3 separate regions of the Mus musculus genome follow, and regions 2 and 3 are each linked to region 1. A link is a contact called in public ChIA-PET and HiChIP or PLAC-seq data. All regions are on one chromosome and are shown on one strand. Each heading gives the region's core, a stretch centred on a gene start, on an enhancer-like site or on the middle of the called end of the contact. The rest is flanking DNA. Distances are from core to core; before and after follow the strand shown. Region 1 overlaps Inpp5d (inositol polyphosphate-5-phosphatase D). Region 2 overlaps Gigyf2 (GRB10 interacting GYF protein 2). Region 3 overlaps Usp40 (ubiquitin specific peptidase 40).

Region 1 (4,130 bases), core at 475-2,974:
GGAGATGGTGGAGATATGGGTCCCAACAGGCCAGAGAAAGGGGTCTCTTGGAGGCACAGTATAAAATGCTGTCTTCATAAGATGGGCTTAAAAGGCCCTATGTCCAGGCAGAGTGGATAGTGAATGGCCGGCTCTGTGTAGCCAATAAACCCCACTAAGCCTAAACCAACACGTGGGAAGATCTTCTAGGTGGCAGTGTACTGACTGTGGGCCAGGAGGAACAATAATGTCCTTTAGTAATGAGCCTAGAGGTCCCCTTCCACATGAGATGTTGCACATATTCACCTGCCTAAGAGGCCCCCCTCCCCACAGGAGCGGGGTCTACATACTACATCTCGGTCTACCGTACTTCCTGTAATTCTGAGGAGCCTGGCAACCCCTGATTCTGTGGGGTTACCACACTGGAATCAGAATGACAGGCAAGAATTTGTAGTTTTAATTGTGAACTTGACACAGTCTAGAATTATCTGGGAAGAGAGTCTCAGTGAGGAATTGTCTAGATCAGGTTGGCCTATGGCGTGTGTGTGTGTGGGGGGGCAGGGAATAGGAGAGGAGTATTGCCTTTTTGTTTTGTTTTGGTTTTTTTACGATAGGGTTTCTCTGTGTAGCCCTGGCTGTCCTTGAACTCACTTTGTAGACCATGCTAACCTTGAACTCAGAGATTTACCTGCCTCTGTCTCTCTCAAGCACTGGGACCAACAGCACCCGCCACCTCTGCCTGGCTACCACTTTCACCTCCCCGTTACAAAGGGCCGTAATGTGGAATTATGAGTGAAAACAAAAACAAACCTTTCCTCCCGCCACCCCCTTAGTTGCTTTTTGTTATTACAGCAACAGGAAATAAAACTAGGTTAGATACCTTCTGTGTGCTTGGGCTTGGAGGTAGAAACAGTGAGAGGTGGGGCTTGGTGTACCCCCTTTTCTCCCAACAATCCCAAAGGTGGTGCTTTTTCGACTATTTTAAAATGTAAAATGTGGTCAAGAAAGGTGTCATAGGCATTAGTCATAGTCCTAGCAGGAAGCAGATGGCCATATAAAACTGGCATTTGGGGAGAGTTTGGTAGGTAGAGAGGAAGAGTTCTAGAGCTAACAGCGGAGGGAAGCAGTTTACCCCTACCCCCCTGGAACCTCCCAGCAGAAGGATAGTGCTGGAGCCCACTGAGAACTCCCAGCAGGAGGGAGCCAGTGCCAGAGGACCCACCCCCGCTTCTTCACTATCTTCCTCTCGCTGTCTTACCACCTGGCTGGGGCTCTCACTGGCTAAACTCAAAGGAGTGAATGAACCAGAGGACAATCATGATGGCAGAGAAGCACCTGTGTGTCACATGGAACATGAGGCTCAGATCAAGGCCTAGTTCATAGTTCCCTGCCAGCAGAGGGGCGTGGCTCTGGATTCTTAGCGTCTAGGCCGCCAGCTTTTGTTCCTCATTCTGCAGCTAAGGCCTTCCTTAAAAGATACACCAAGTCATTTTGAAATAGAGAAGGAACCCCAAAGGTCTCGAGTTAGCTGTGGGCCTCTAACAGCCTTCTGAGCTGTTTACTGATGTACCCTCACTGTGCCCCTTAGGAATGATACCCCACAATACCCATGGACCGTGAGGCCCCTGCTCCCCGGTGACTCTCCTCTTCCACTTGGCAGGCATGAATTCCTTCTCTCCTTAACAGATTAACTATAGCATGTGGCAGGCAGTTTGATCCAAGAGAGAGAGAACCTGAAGATGAGCGGGTGTGGTGCATGGTGTGGCCCGAGCCCTTTCACTGTGCTCCACCCTCAGCCTCAGGCTCTTCCTACTTTAAAATAATGCTTGTAACTGGGATATCCCAGGCTTGAGGCTGATAGACCTCTCCATGGGATTTGCTTAATCAACAGACTGGACATGAATTTATTATGTTCAGAATCAAAAGTCACACACAAGACAATAAAGTAAGGATTAGTTCTGTTCACGAAATGAAATATAGTCCTTGTCTCTGATTAGTTAATATGTCTACACAGAGTAACTAGAAGCAATGTTTTTTATAAGGCCTTTATAGACAACAACCCAAGGAGTCAAGCTTTGAATGCACAGCTCACTCTGCCTTGGGATATAACTGTGGTTCCTACTTTACCAACCCCCCCCCTTCACAAGAGCCTTGAAAAACCCTGTCTTATAGCCCAGGTCTGTTGACAGGGGAAACTGGTACGGTACATAACCACAGCCCACTGTTCTGAGATACATCTGCTCCATAAAACAGACCACGCTACTATAAAAGGTGCAGGGAGGTGGAGGGGAGTGGACTGCCCAGCTAGATCTTATAGGGAAAATCTTGTTCTATCTCTTGGCATCTGCATCTACCAGGGAGCAATATCCCAGAAGGTACAAAGCCATGCACAAAGGTTTTTGGGTATGGAGGGTTGGTTGGCCTTCAGGCTGGGGGGGTCCAGGTTTGAGGAAGAGGAGGGAGGGCACTGGTACCTTTAAGACTAAGGTCATCTGAAGGTCAGCTGGTGGTCAGACTGCTGGCTGCTTTTTCAGATGCAGTCCTGGGGATGACTGAAAATACCCTGGGGGCAGGGTGGGGGTGGGGAGCAGGAAAGAGCAGGCCTGGGCGGTCAGAGCCCTAGACAAGCTGAAACATCCCAGGGGATAGTTTTAATGTCAGCACTGTCTGACATCTCTAAATGCAGAACTGAAATAGACTGGGCACAGGGGAGGAAGTCTGCCAGCCGCTGAGCAGAAGTGTGGTGCTCCGGGTGGCCACTCCTGAAGGTTGGGGTAGCCTTCCTTTTAGGTTGAAAAGACTTCCCAGAGCAGGACTGCAGGCCCAAGATGCCAGCCCTTGGGAGGCAGAGACCGAGGATCAGGGATTCAAGGCGATCTTTAGCTACTTAGCCATTCTGAGGCCGGCCCATTCAGTTACCATGGAGATTTTATAGATGGTGGGAAGTGGGAAGTGGGGAACCCAAACCAAAGAGCTCCATGCAGATTCACACCAAATCAAAGCACCCTCTTCAGGTCCAAGGAGAAAGTCAGAAGACAAGGCTTAGGCAGCAGGGTGAAAGCAGGGTGAAAACACATTTGTCTGCGGGCAGAGGGGTGCCAGTGATCGTGTTTATTATTTCTGCTTCTTAGTGAGGACCCTGAGTCTGCCAGTTGAAAAGACGGTGATTGAGGGACAGGCAGGGGCTAGACTCAGTCCAAGCTTGGGGGTGTTCCACAGATACAACTTACACAGAAGATCTGAGAGCTGTGCTGGGCAGGGGGCAGGGGAAGGGGAAGGGGGACTGTGGAAGGGGGGTGGCAGCAGGGCAGCTCAGGAGTTCAGCTGGCCTGACCAGGCCTTTGTGTTTTAGATAGCATGGTCTGCCATCTCCCTATGCAGTTATCAGTGTGTCTAGGACCCAGCTTCTCCTGAGTCTCTCTCCACAGGCCCCTCTGCCCTCTCCTATCTCTGCAGTCATCAGGAAGTTTCCTCTACCTTCCGTCTGCCTTCTTCTCAATGTCTACTCACCTCCTCTGCCTTGGCCAAAAAGACTTCATGTGGGTGAAGGGGAGAGCGCATGATTTCTGGGGCCTCTGGGATTTTGTAGAACTTACTATTATTTTTAACAATAATTTTGAAAGCTTTTGGGAGCACTCAAGAGCTGGGGTGTGCATTCATGTAGGATTGATATTTTAACTTTTATTTATTGATTGATTCAAGTTCTTACATTATAGCCCAGACTTGACTCAAACTCATCATCTGAGTGTGGCGATTACAGGTGCAAACCACTGCTGGTCAGGATGACATCACTTTGGCAGCAGTACAGGGTAAGAGTCTGTACTTGAATGAGGGAGGTAGGGTGGAAGAAAGGGGAAAGGGGCAGGGACAGGGATCTGGTACAGCTAGAACACTAATAGACTGAGGAGGCGTGGCCAGCTAGAGAGACCCAGAAGCCTGGGGAAAGGGGCAGCTTGGGCTGAGAATAGTTTGGGGGACTGCTTTAGACTCAGAAACCTGTCTTTAGTTCTAGGGCTGAGAGTGGTTTCTCTAAAGGATATCCCCAAAGAAGACAGCTCACCCCCTTCCTTCTTCCTCTGAGAAAGGATTTTGCTCTGGAACCATATAGCTCAGGCTAGAGTGGAACTTGAGATCCTCCTGCCTCAGCCTCC
Region 2 (4,646 bases), core at 1,626-4,125, 280 kb after region 1:
GTAAAGTATGTTAATAAATTACCTAACCAAATCCACATTTCTTCATGCAACACTCATTTAATGTCATTTCAATGAGAACCAAGATTTTCCAATGGTATGTTAATAGACTTTAAATAACAAATATGTTTCAGTGAGGTTTACATGTTTCATGAGGAAACAATGAAATCAAGCTGATTATTCTAACTTCCTTGTTTTCAAAACCATGTACATTCAATTTAGTCTGTGATCAGTGTTTGTAGAGTCAGCATGTTTATGAGACACGTTAATCACTATCAGATATTACCATACTCTGTAGGACATTTTTGTTTTTTGAAGAAATTTAGAAACTGAAAATTTTCAAACTTATACCAATACTGTTAACTGGTACTTTTTATTTTTTTCACCAAATATCAATGTAGACTGCCAATTTATCAGTCAGAAAGCCCATCATAACATTACAAATTGACTAAATTATCATAAATACTCACAAGGAAAATATATCTACAGAAAGAAGACAGCTAGGCTGGTGAGATGGCTTGCAAGTAAAGGTGCTGCTGAGTTTGAACCCCAGAACCCACATGAAGGTTTGACAGAACCAACTCCACAGCCTTCCCAGGCATTGCGAGGTGTGTGTCCCTACCTCCATATACATAGCCTGCACACATACACAATAAAAGAAATAGTCCAATCATTGATTAAGGAAAGAATATTCAGTCTCAGCCTTTGCCTCCTCAGACAAAAGCCACATCTTCCCTATTCTAACCTACATACTCTCCATGATAATAAACAAGTGATCAAATTACTTCCTAATTTAGAATTTCAATCCCACAAAGAGCCTTACTGAAAAAGGCATGCCTTAAAGAAACACAACCCTAAAACATTGAGTATGTCTTAATGGTTGTATCCATCACTCCAGGTCTCACCACAGGACTCTGAATCAGTGTTACAGCTCCATCTACTGGATCCATGCATGTAACAGTTAATCTGTACTGCTAATGATCCTTCCCAATGGGCCTTGTTAGCACCAATACCAGGAGAGTGCAGGAGGTATTTCAAAACAGTAAGATCCTTACCTACATCTTTTCTTCCTGGTTTTTCAAAGCGCCTGTCACCCCTAAAAAGACAAAATAAATTTCAAAAACACCTTAAAAACAACATAGATTTCCTATCATGATACTCCTTTCCTGCAGTCCCTTTAGCAGCAGATCTGCCAGTTAGTATTTAGAAAATATAGGAAAGCAATGATGAGAACAAAAATTCCACCTGGCCACCTACCAAACCTTAGCTCCCAATGACTAGAATATTATTATTTTACCTGGAAACATTACAGACCATGTTATATATACTACCTTGGCAATATTTTCCCACATTTGTGGTTCTGAGTACTAAACCTCAGGGTGCTGAGCAAGACAGCCACCACTGTTACAACCTTAACCCTTCTACCCTTATTTTGAGATCAAGGCTCATCCTTAACTGTAAGAATTATATATTATGTTTTATTGTACAGAAATTTCAGGAAAAGCAGAAAAGGGATAAGTTCTGTGTTTTCAAAATGTTCTTTCTTGAGGGAAGGCCAGGGGCTAGAGAGGAGACAACACTCCCACCCAACTTCTGTGATTCTCTAGGTCACACCATGCAGCCCATTTTGGTCTGGAACTCATGATTCTTCTGTCTTGGCCTCCCAAGTGTTAGGATCACAGGAACACGCAACCCTGTACCACTCATGAAAGGAACGCGGTGTGCTTTGTTTTGTTTGGAGTACTGAGGGCTGAACCTCCCTAGAGAGCTACCAATGGGTTAGAATCCTAGCCATTTTTTTCCATTTTTATTTTGAGTTCAGAAGTTTGCTAAATTGTGCAGGATAGCCAGTACTCCAGAATCTCCTTCCTCAGCCTGTCAAATAACTGGCACACAGGCAAGTCCTATAGAATACCACTAGGGTGAGTTTTATAGACCAGCAAATGCTTAATTACATTACAATCTCAACACTTTAGTTACCTTTCTTCCCAGCTCTGTGATCTATGCATTTCCCTGCCACCTCCTCGCCCAAACACACCCTCTACTTCATCAAAACTTCTTTGGTAGAAACCACATTCACCTCTACCTCTGCCTGAAAATAAGAAAACAGGGGGAGGGGAAATAGTTAGAAACCAACATCCAACAAGTATGTTCAACACTGAAGGTTAATCTCTATGAAGTTCTATCTCTCTGTACACTTCAAGACGGCCACATTTAAGTATTTAGCAAGACATAATGGCTCTGATAGAACTGAACTGGGGTATGAAAAAAATAAACCAACCACTCGTGAAGGAATCCCAGTCCTGAACAATACACAGCACCAACAGGAAACTCATCAGTGACGAGGTCCACAGTGGCGTCTACCAAGGCTAGTACACCATTATAAATTGAATGTTTTCATGGATTGTTTTCAATAACTACTGGGGAAATCTTACTATGGGGAACTTCTAGAGAGAAACTCTAGTAGGAAGTGTCAATCACGATAAAATTCCTTTATCCAATTCCAGAAAAAAGATAGCAGAAGTGAACTGAACAACTGTAGGACTGCGAACTATATTCTTACAGGATAAAAAGAATCCTTCACTGAGGTAAGGAAAATTAGCAACACTAAAGTCATTCCGCAGAGTAGTTGGAGTATAGGGACTTAAAAGCTTTGCAAATCAAATGTTAGCAGGCTTCTAATGAAGGCCATCTGGTTAACTATCAACCTGTGACTCTGCTCAGAATCTATCCCAGTAGAAACATTTTTACAGAGTCAAGTGGGGTGGAACATGCCTATAATCTCAGCATTTGGGGCTGAAACAGAGAACTGACAGCTCAAAGCCAGCTTGTGTTACATCAAGAATGACTCAAAAAGCCTAAGAAAGATGAAAAGGACCGAAAGGGAAAGAAGAAAAAAAGAACAAAAGGGAAGGAGAGGGAGGCACTCACAAGTATGTAAACCATCATGCAATGCATACAGTTTCAACCAGTGATAAGACTTACTATAACCACTCACTGTTCAACCACATTATAATGGAGTTGAAAACTCTGAAGTAACTAGAGACTTATTTGTGATGGTGCTGGTCTAAAGAAATCTACTGAACTGCCAGTCACTTAAAAACATGGCATATTTGCCAGCATGTAGTACACAGTATGTGATTGTGACAATGAAAAGTTATTTATTTGAGGATATATTATATTTTCAAGTGTACTTATTTTAAATTTACTATAAAACAATATCCCATTTATACCACAAGCAACAGCATATATCTTGTAATCATTGTCTTTTAACTGTATCTGGAGGCCAAACCAAGTAAATAACCTAAACCATATAAGCCTGTGTAAATTATAATGTTCATATATCAATGAAAATAAAATAACCTAATGAGGCTCGCGTCTTGTTAAATAAGGCATGACACATATTTGTATGAAAACGAACACTTGAATTTCAAAACACTAGAAACAACCTAATAATAGTTGGCTAAATAAATTCTGATGAAACATCCCAGAACAATACAAATCCACATAACTAAGGCACTAATGTTAACTCAGACCTGTGCTACTGAATGACAAAAGCATACTCAAGTGGGGGGGGGGGGTGATATTGTGATGTTGTCCATACTGCTGCACAGCTAAGAGTGACTGAGACACATGCAGATATGTATGTAGCACGCACTTTCAGCTTTGGACATTCTGTAGTTTACTCAATGAACATGTGAACAGTACTGACACAAATGAAGAAACTAGAGGAGGCATGGGAGTTTGGGGTGCATTTATAACAAAAAATACCTTAGCAGCTATCCCAAACTTAACTTCTCCCATAGATCAAAATGATCAGAAGAAAATGATAAAGCTTTATTTTGTGTATGGTGCTAGGTACCAAACAGAGCACAATGCAAATGCTAGGCAAAAGCTCTACCACAAAAAATACACCTCTAACCCGAAAATAATATATTCTGAATGAAACATCCAATGAAGCAAGTGAATTCAAGTACCCATGCACTTCATCATAACCTATCAGGAACTGACTCAGATTACAGGAATACTTCCATGACTCTTACAAAATACTGAAAAAAATTATATAATATATATTAGGATATTCTCTTGACTAGACTAGTATCCACTTTGTCTATAAAATAAAAGTGAAAACTACAGTTTAACTCTAACAATCACAAAGTTATCTTCCAGGTTCATTACTTTTAAGTCAACCTAAAGTCAACTTACAGTTTAAGTAGCTTTCTCCCTCTGCCCTACATTCAGAATATGTATACATTTTATTTAAAATCCTAAAATAATTTAATAGTAACTACTCTAACGCGAAAATATTCCTCCACAACAGTGACTTTAGGATAAGGAACAAATCCTCTCCTTTTTCAAGATTAATTTTGTCCAGACTAGATAGATGGTCCAGCAGTTAACTGAATGGACTGAGTTTGGCACCCAGTATCCACACCACGTGGCTACAACTGTTTAATTCCAACTACAGAGGATCCAGTACCTTCTTCTGGTCTCTTACACCACCTGAACACAAATACACATTCCCACACATAAATGTAATTTTTAAAAATAGTATTTATTCCAGCACTTGGGAAGCAGAGGCAAGTGAACTTCTTGAGGTTCAGTCAGCCCAGTCTACAGAGTAAGTTCCAGGACAGCCACAGAGGCTA
Region 3 (4,752 bases), core at 1,380-3,879, 300 kb before region 1:
ACCTGAAGGTAAATATAAGAAATCAGTATACCTCTCTTACTCTCTTACCTCTTATTCTCTTTTCTTACTCTTGCCCTCTTGCTCCCCTTCTCTCCACCTTCCCTTCCTCCTCTCTCCACGTGGCCATGGCCGCCCTCTGCTTCTTTACTCTCTCCCTCTCTCTGCCTTTCAAAATAAATGCCTTAAAACCAAAAAAAAAAAAAAAAAAAAATCAGTATACCTTTCCTGTTAGGTATATTTATCAACATTGTTATTCTTTTAATAACCAACTTGCCCCATTCGACATTTTCCTCACACACACACACACACAAAAATTTTTTTAAAAAGCATCTGTCATTTTAACAGGGTAGTCAGTCTACTGAAAAACAAGACTCTAATCAAACTCTAAGTCAAAATGTGTTTAACTCACACCCACTTCATGAACATGCCTCTCAGGAAGTACTGTCTACTTTTGTTAGATTAATTGCTAAGTCCTTGAAAACCCTAGAAATTTCTCAGGTGCGGTAGCAAAATCAAATTCAATTTCCTAGAGCTTTTAGAAGAGATTCTATACTTAGAAGTGTGTGTGTTTGTGTGTGTGTGCACGCGTGCGTGCGTGCGTGCGTGTGTGCGTGCGTGTGTGTGTGTGTGTGTGTTATGTGTAATCTCGTATACATGTTACAAAGCTACCAAGTAACCGGTGTAGCATAGCAGCACGTGCACTATGGTTGCATGTTCTTTTCAGTTGTGCTCAGCTAGGCTGTGTGTGTGGACTCAGGAGCTTGCTCAAAACAGGTAGGTATTGCTCCTGGGCTACATCCCCAGTGAGTATATGGTTTTGCTTCACAAGTTTTTGCTGGGAAAAAAGCAAACTAAACAGATTGAAGAACCAACTTAATATTTTTCATATTGTGGAGGACATAATTTTCAGACAGAAATGACCGTGTGCTACTAGATGGAGCCTCACTTCATACCTGTGTCTCTAGGAGTTGGTTCCTGGCAAACTCTTATAGTGTCTTCTCTAGTGTTCTTCATCTTGCTGCTAATTCCTTCCTAGGAGAGATTTGGCACTTAAGGAAAATGGATTGGTGCTATGAAGCTGGTGAACCTTTATGTGAAGAGGTAAGAGCCTTTCTCTACGTTTTCCAAATATTTTACCTTATTACTATATTGTGTGTGTGATGGGGAGGGGGAACATGCCACATGTGCCTAGCAGGCATGTGGTGTCTAAAGGACAACTTCATGCAGTCAGTTCTCTCATTCTGCCTTTATGTTGTGGGTCCAAGTTCTCCTGGCTTGGTAGCAAGCTCCCCTACCCACTGAGCCATCTTGCCAGCCCATCCCTTCTACATTTTACTCTTAAAAAATGGTTAAGCTTATTCCATAGTTTCATACACAATTCCCTCTTCCCATTGTAGGAGCAATTCTAAAATAAAGAAAAGTTTTATTCTTTCTTAGCATACAAAAAAACTCTATAAATGTGTCTATTTATGTTCACTTTTTCCCACTGGTTTTCTGATAAATGGCAAGTGTGGGCTAGGTAGGAACAGTCTGACATGAGTGGCAAACCCCTCTGGTGGGCAGGAAAGCTTGAGTAGTAGTTCAACAAGCAGAGAATTTCAGAGAGCAGATGGCACAAGGATGCCGGAAAGCTTTTGAAGACATTTGAACTCCAACCTCCAAATACTTTGATCACAAATGTTTCTGTAAGTAAATGTCTCTACATGGTCCAGCAGCAGGAAAGATTCTGTCTAAGCAGTTGGAATCCATGTAGTCTGTTGGTTGGTCTTAAATTGCATCAGACCTCCTTATCTACACTCAGCAGGTAGCCAAATGAAGCTCTGGCATCTTAGATAGCTGTGGTCAGCACTCTTCCCCGCCTACATTCCTGCTGTCTTGGAGTCAGCACACTGGCCCTGTGTGCCTTCCCCCTGTCTGTCTAGGGATCAGCAGTGGTTTATGTTTTTAAAAAGGCACAACTGGGCTTGCACTGAGACACTTTACCAGTCAGTAAAGTCCACTGAGCACCCAAGAGAGTAAGAAGCAGGTCTCAGAGAATTCTGAGGTGTTAAAATTAGGTAGCCTCTTAGTAGTCTGTGGGTCCGAGTTCTACCCCACAGTTGGGGTCTGTAAATACCACTCCGGCAGACAAAACAGGAGGGAACTAGGCTACATTGGGGGAAGCAGAAGGCAGAAGGCAGCTTAAGATGTGGGGCCCAAGTGAGAAACAGCACAGGCTGAGGTGAAGAAGGCAGGGTTTCACAAACTCCCAGTGTCCAGTCACCACTAGGAACCATATAGAGTTGGGAATGAGGGGGCCACCCAGGCTGGCCATGGGAGTGGGGAAAACTCCAGCTTAGCTCAGGGGTGAGTTTTGTGTCCGAAGGGCAGAAGGAGCCTTCTGCAGGAGACTTAAGCAGCATGGTTCTGTATGATGAAGGCTTCCCCCACAGCAGTTCTTGATGAGAGAGGCAGTCTTTTTCCAAACTGTTTATTCATTGTTCATCTTGGAAAATTGGTCCCTATGACTTAGTCAGGGTGGGCCAGAGATTAAAGGGGGTGTCTGGGAGGGGAAGCTTATTGGCTGGCCCATCTAGATAACTCATTAGCATGGAGAACTCTGTTCTGTGCTAAGTGACTAGTGGTCACAATCCTCATGTGCGGTGTCACGGTCACATGTTCCAGTACAGTAGCCAGGTTTGAGAGTAAATGGCGTGTATACCATTCTCAGATACGAGAAGTAAGGATTTCTGAATCTGCTCAACCATTCCAATTTTTGTCTGGTGACACAACTTGCCCCACAACTGTCTGTTTTTCCAGAGACAGGCTATTACAACAAACTGATGCTGGCCTCAGACTTCCTCCCTCCTGTCTCTGCCTTTCAAGTGCTGGGATTACAGGCATCCACCACCATGCCTGGGTATTTTCTTCATAATCAGTCCCCAAATCAGTATTAGACAGTTCATCTCAAAGCTCATAGTTTTCAAAGCTGAAGTCCCTTTCAAACTTGGCAGTCTCTTCTTTGTCTTTCTTAGATTTGGTCCTGGCCTTTCTACTCTCCTTGCCCCTTTCTACTGCCAGAGTACCACGCACTGCTTGACCTTGAGAGCTGTTTCCTCTGAACTAAATTACTTCTCAGCTTTCCTGGCCTGGCAAGTGGTCCCCACATAGCCCCTCATACATAGCCCAAACCATCTTCAGTGGTCATTTCTGTCCTGCACCCCAGGCAGTGCTCACTCTCTGCCGTGCTTCACGTCCAGCTGCCTGCCACCCGATGCTGTGCACTCGGGCCTTCCTGCCTCTCAGCTCTTGACTGTTGTCAGCCCTGACTTTCCCTTTGTTCCTCTTTTTATCTCCACCCCCAACTCCTATCCCCTGACAAAGTTCTTTATCTTATTTCCTCTAGTTTCCAAACCCAGCCATTTTTTCCAAGAATCACTGACATCTTACATTCCACAAATTGTTGTCTCTTTCCTCAGATCCTTTGTGGCTCTTCTGTTCTGTGCCCATAGCTTAAGACATAATGGTATTCTGATTCATAGTCTTAGTTTTATCTCCTTTGTCTTCAGTGTCTGCTTGGTTGTTTATCTCTTGAGAAGATAATAGAAGTATAAAACTTTTAAAGATCCAATGGTCTCTTTGTTCATTTCAGAAGTGACAAAAAGAATTTCTGTGTTCCCAGGATGCAACACTGAAAGAGCTTATGATACGTTCTGGGGATACTTTGCTTTTAACTGAAGGGAAACTTCCTCCTCCGGTAAGATACTGTTTCTAAATGGCCGTTTTGTAAGTAAGTTACTGTTTTCTGATTACTATGATAATAGGGAATGAGAAAATATAGGCAGTCATTACAAAAAAAAAAAAAATAGACAGCTTTGCAAAAAAGCTTATCAGTCAAGCAGATTTCCTTCCTAATTTCTAAATAAAATTAAAATAGCTATACGTAAAATATAATTAAAATCATTATATATTATATATATATATATGTGATTAAATTAAAATTATATTTAAAATCAGTGATATAGAGAATGTTATGTCTTCCATTTTTATATTTAACTTATTTTTGAGACGGGTTTTCACTATATACTCTTGGCTGGCCTGGAACTTGCTGAATAGACCAGGCTGGCCTTGAACCCAAAGAAATCCACCCGCCTCTGCCTCCTGAGTGCTGGGCTTAAAAAGGGTCCACCATACCAGGCTTTATATTTAATATTTTAACCCCATCAGAAGTCCAGAAATTACCATTACATCAAAACTAATAATTTACTGCTCTTTAATTTCTTATATTTTCAGTATTATAAATTCATCTTGTTTTTAGTTTTTGTTTTTTTAAAATGTTTATTTTATTTATTTTTTGTGTATGGGTATTTGCCTGTATGTATGGCTGGATACCATGTGTGTGCCTATTACTCACAGAGGCTAGAAGAGAGCGCCAGATCTCCTGAAACTGGAGTTACAATTGTGGGCTGCTGTCAATGCTAACATTTTGTTTTATCTTTTTGCCTAAAAAATACTGATCCATAATTAGAATTTAGTACTTAAATTCTCTAAAGTAGGATTATTAAAAGGTAAATATGTTTTTAAAAGACCTTTTTAGTCTGTATTGTGTGTTTTCCTGACACATTCCAAATGACAGTCCTCTTAGAAAGTGAAAGGGCTCATTTTACTATGTCCTTGTGTGTCCGTGTGTGTGTGCGCGTGCGTGCGTGCATGCGTGTGCATGTGATGCACATTGGGGAGTGTTTGTATGTTTGTGGACACATGTGGGGGACA

Evidence for each region. ChIA-PET counts read pairs in DNA pulled down with a chosen protein or histone mark. HiChIP or PLAC-seq counts read pairs in DNA pulled down with a chosen protein or histone mark.
Region 2: a contact with region 1 is called in an RNA polymerase II ChIA-PET map of memory CD8 T cells, with 10 read pairs. The contact joins two enhancer-like sites. A contact is called at or near these places in 3 of 115 datasets of contacts at active chromatin or transcription factors (embryonic stem cells, large pre-B cells and memory CD8 T cells) and 1 of 9 other capture datasets (liver).
Region 3: a contact with region 1 is called in an H3K27ac HiChIP or PLAC-seq map of microglia, with 4 times the contacts expected there. The contact joins two enhancer-like sites. A contact is called at or near these places in 2 of 115 datasets of contacts at active chromatin or transcription factors (the 230-238 cell line and microglia) and 1 of 9 other capture datasets (adipose tissue).

Annotation. Positions count from the first base shown.
Region 1 is chr1:87,656,740-87,660,869 of GRCm38.p6, reverse strand. The region is part of intron 2 of Inpp5d (inositol polyphosphate-5-phosphatase D); the gene reads right to left. Among named protein-coding and RNA genes, the nearest start is that of Inpp5d, 38 kb to the right of the region's middle. Within about 2 kb of position 1,724, at least 120 of the 459 cell types and tissues checked have an H3K27ac peak or open chromatin away from gene starts, as enhancers often do. A contact at or near this core is called in adipose tissue, memory CD8 T cells and microglia, where this site is marked.
Region 2 is chr1:87,376,415-87,381,060 of GRCm38.p6, reverse strand. Gigyf2 (GRB10 interacting GYF protein 2) reads right to left here. Exons shown (of 29, transcript NM_146112.4): 7 at 1,978-2,089; 8 at 1,053-1,093. Among named protein-coding and RNA genes, the nearest start is that of Kcnj13, 16 kb to the left of the region's middle. Within about 2 kb of position 2,875, at least 15 of the 459 cell types and tissues checked have an H3K27ac peak or open chromatin away from gene starts, as enhancers often do. A contact at or near this core is called in memory CD8 T cells, where this site is marked.
Region 3 is chr1:87,958,773-87,963,524 of GRCm38.p6, reverse strand. It overlaps Usp40 (ubiquitin specific peptidase 40), which reads left to right. Exons shown (of 32, transcript NM_001198573.1): 23 at 1,037-1,101; 24 at 3,662-3,736. Among named protein-coding and RNA genes, the nearest start is that of Usp40, 47 kb to the left of the region's middle. Within about 2 kb of position 2,629, at least 104 of the 459 cell types and tissues checked have an H3K27ac peak or open chromatin away from gene starts, as enhancers often do. A contact at or near this core is called in adipose tissue and microglia, where this site is marked.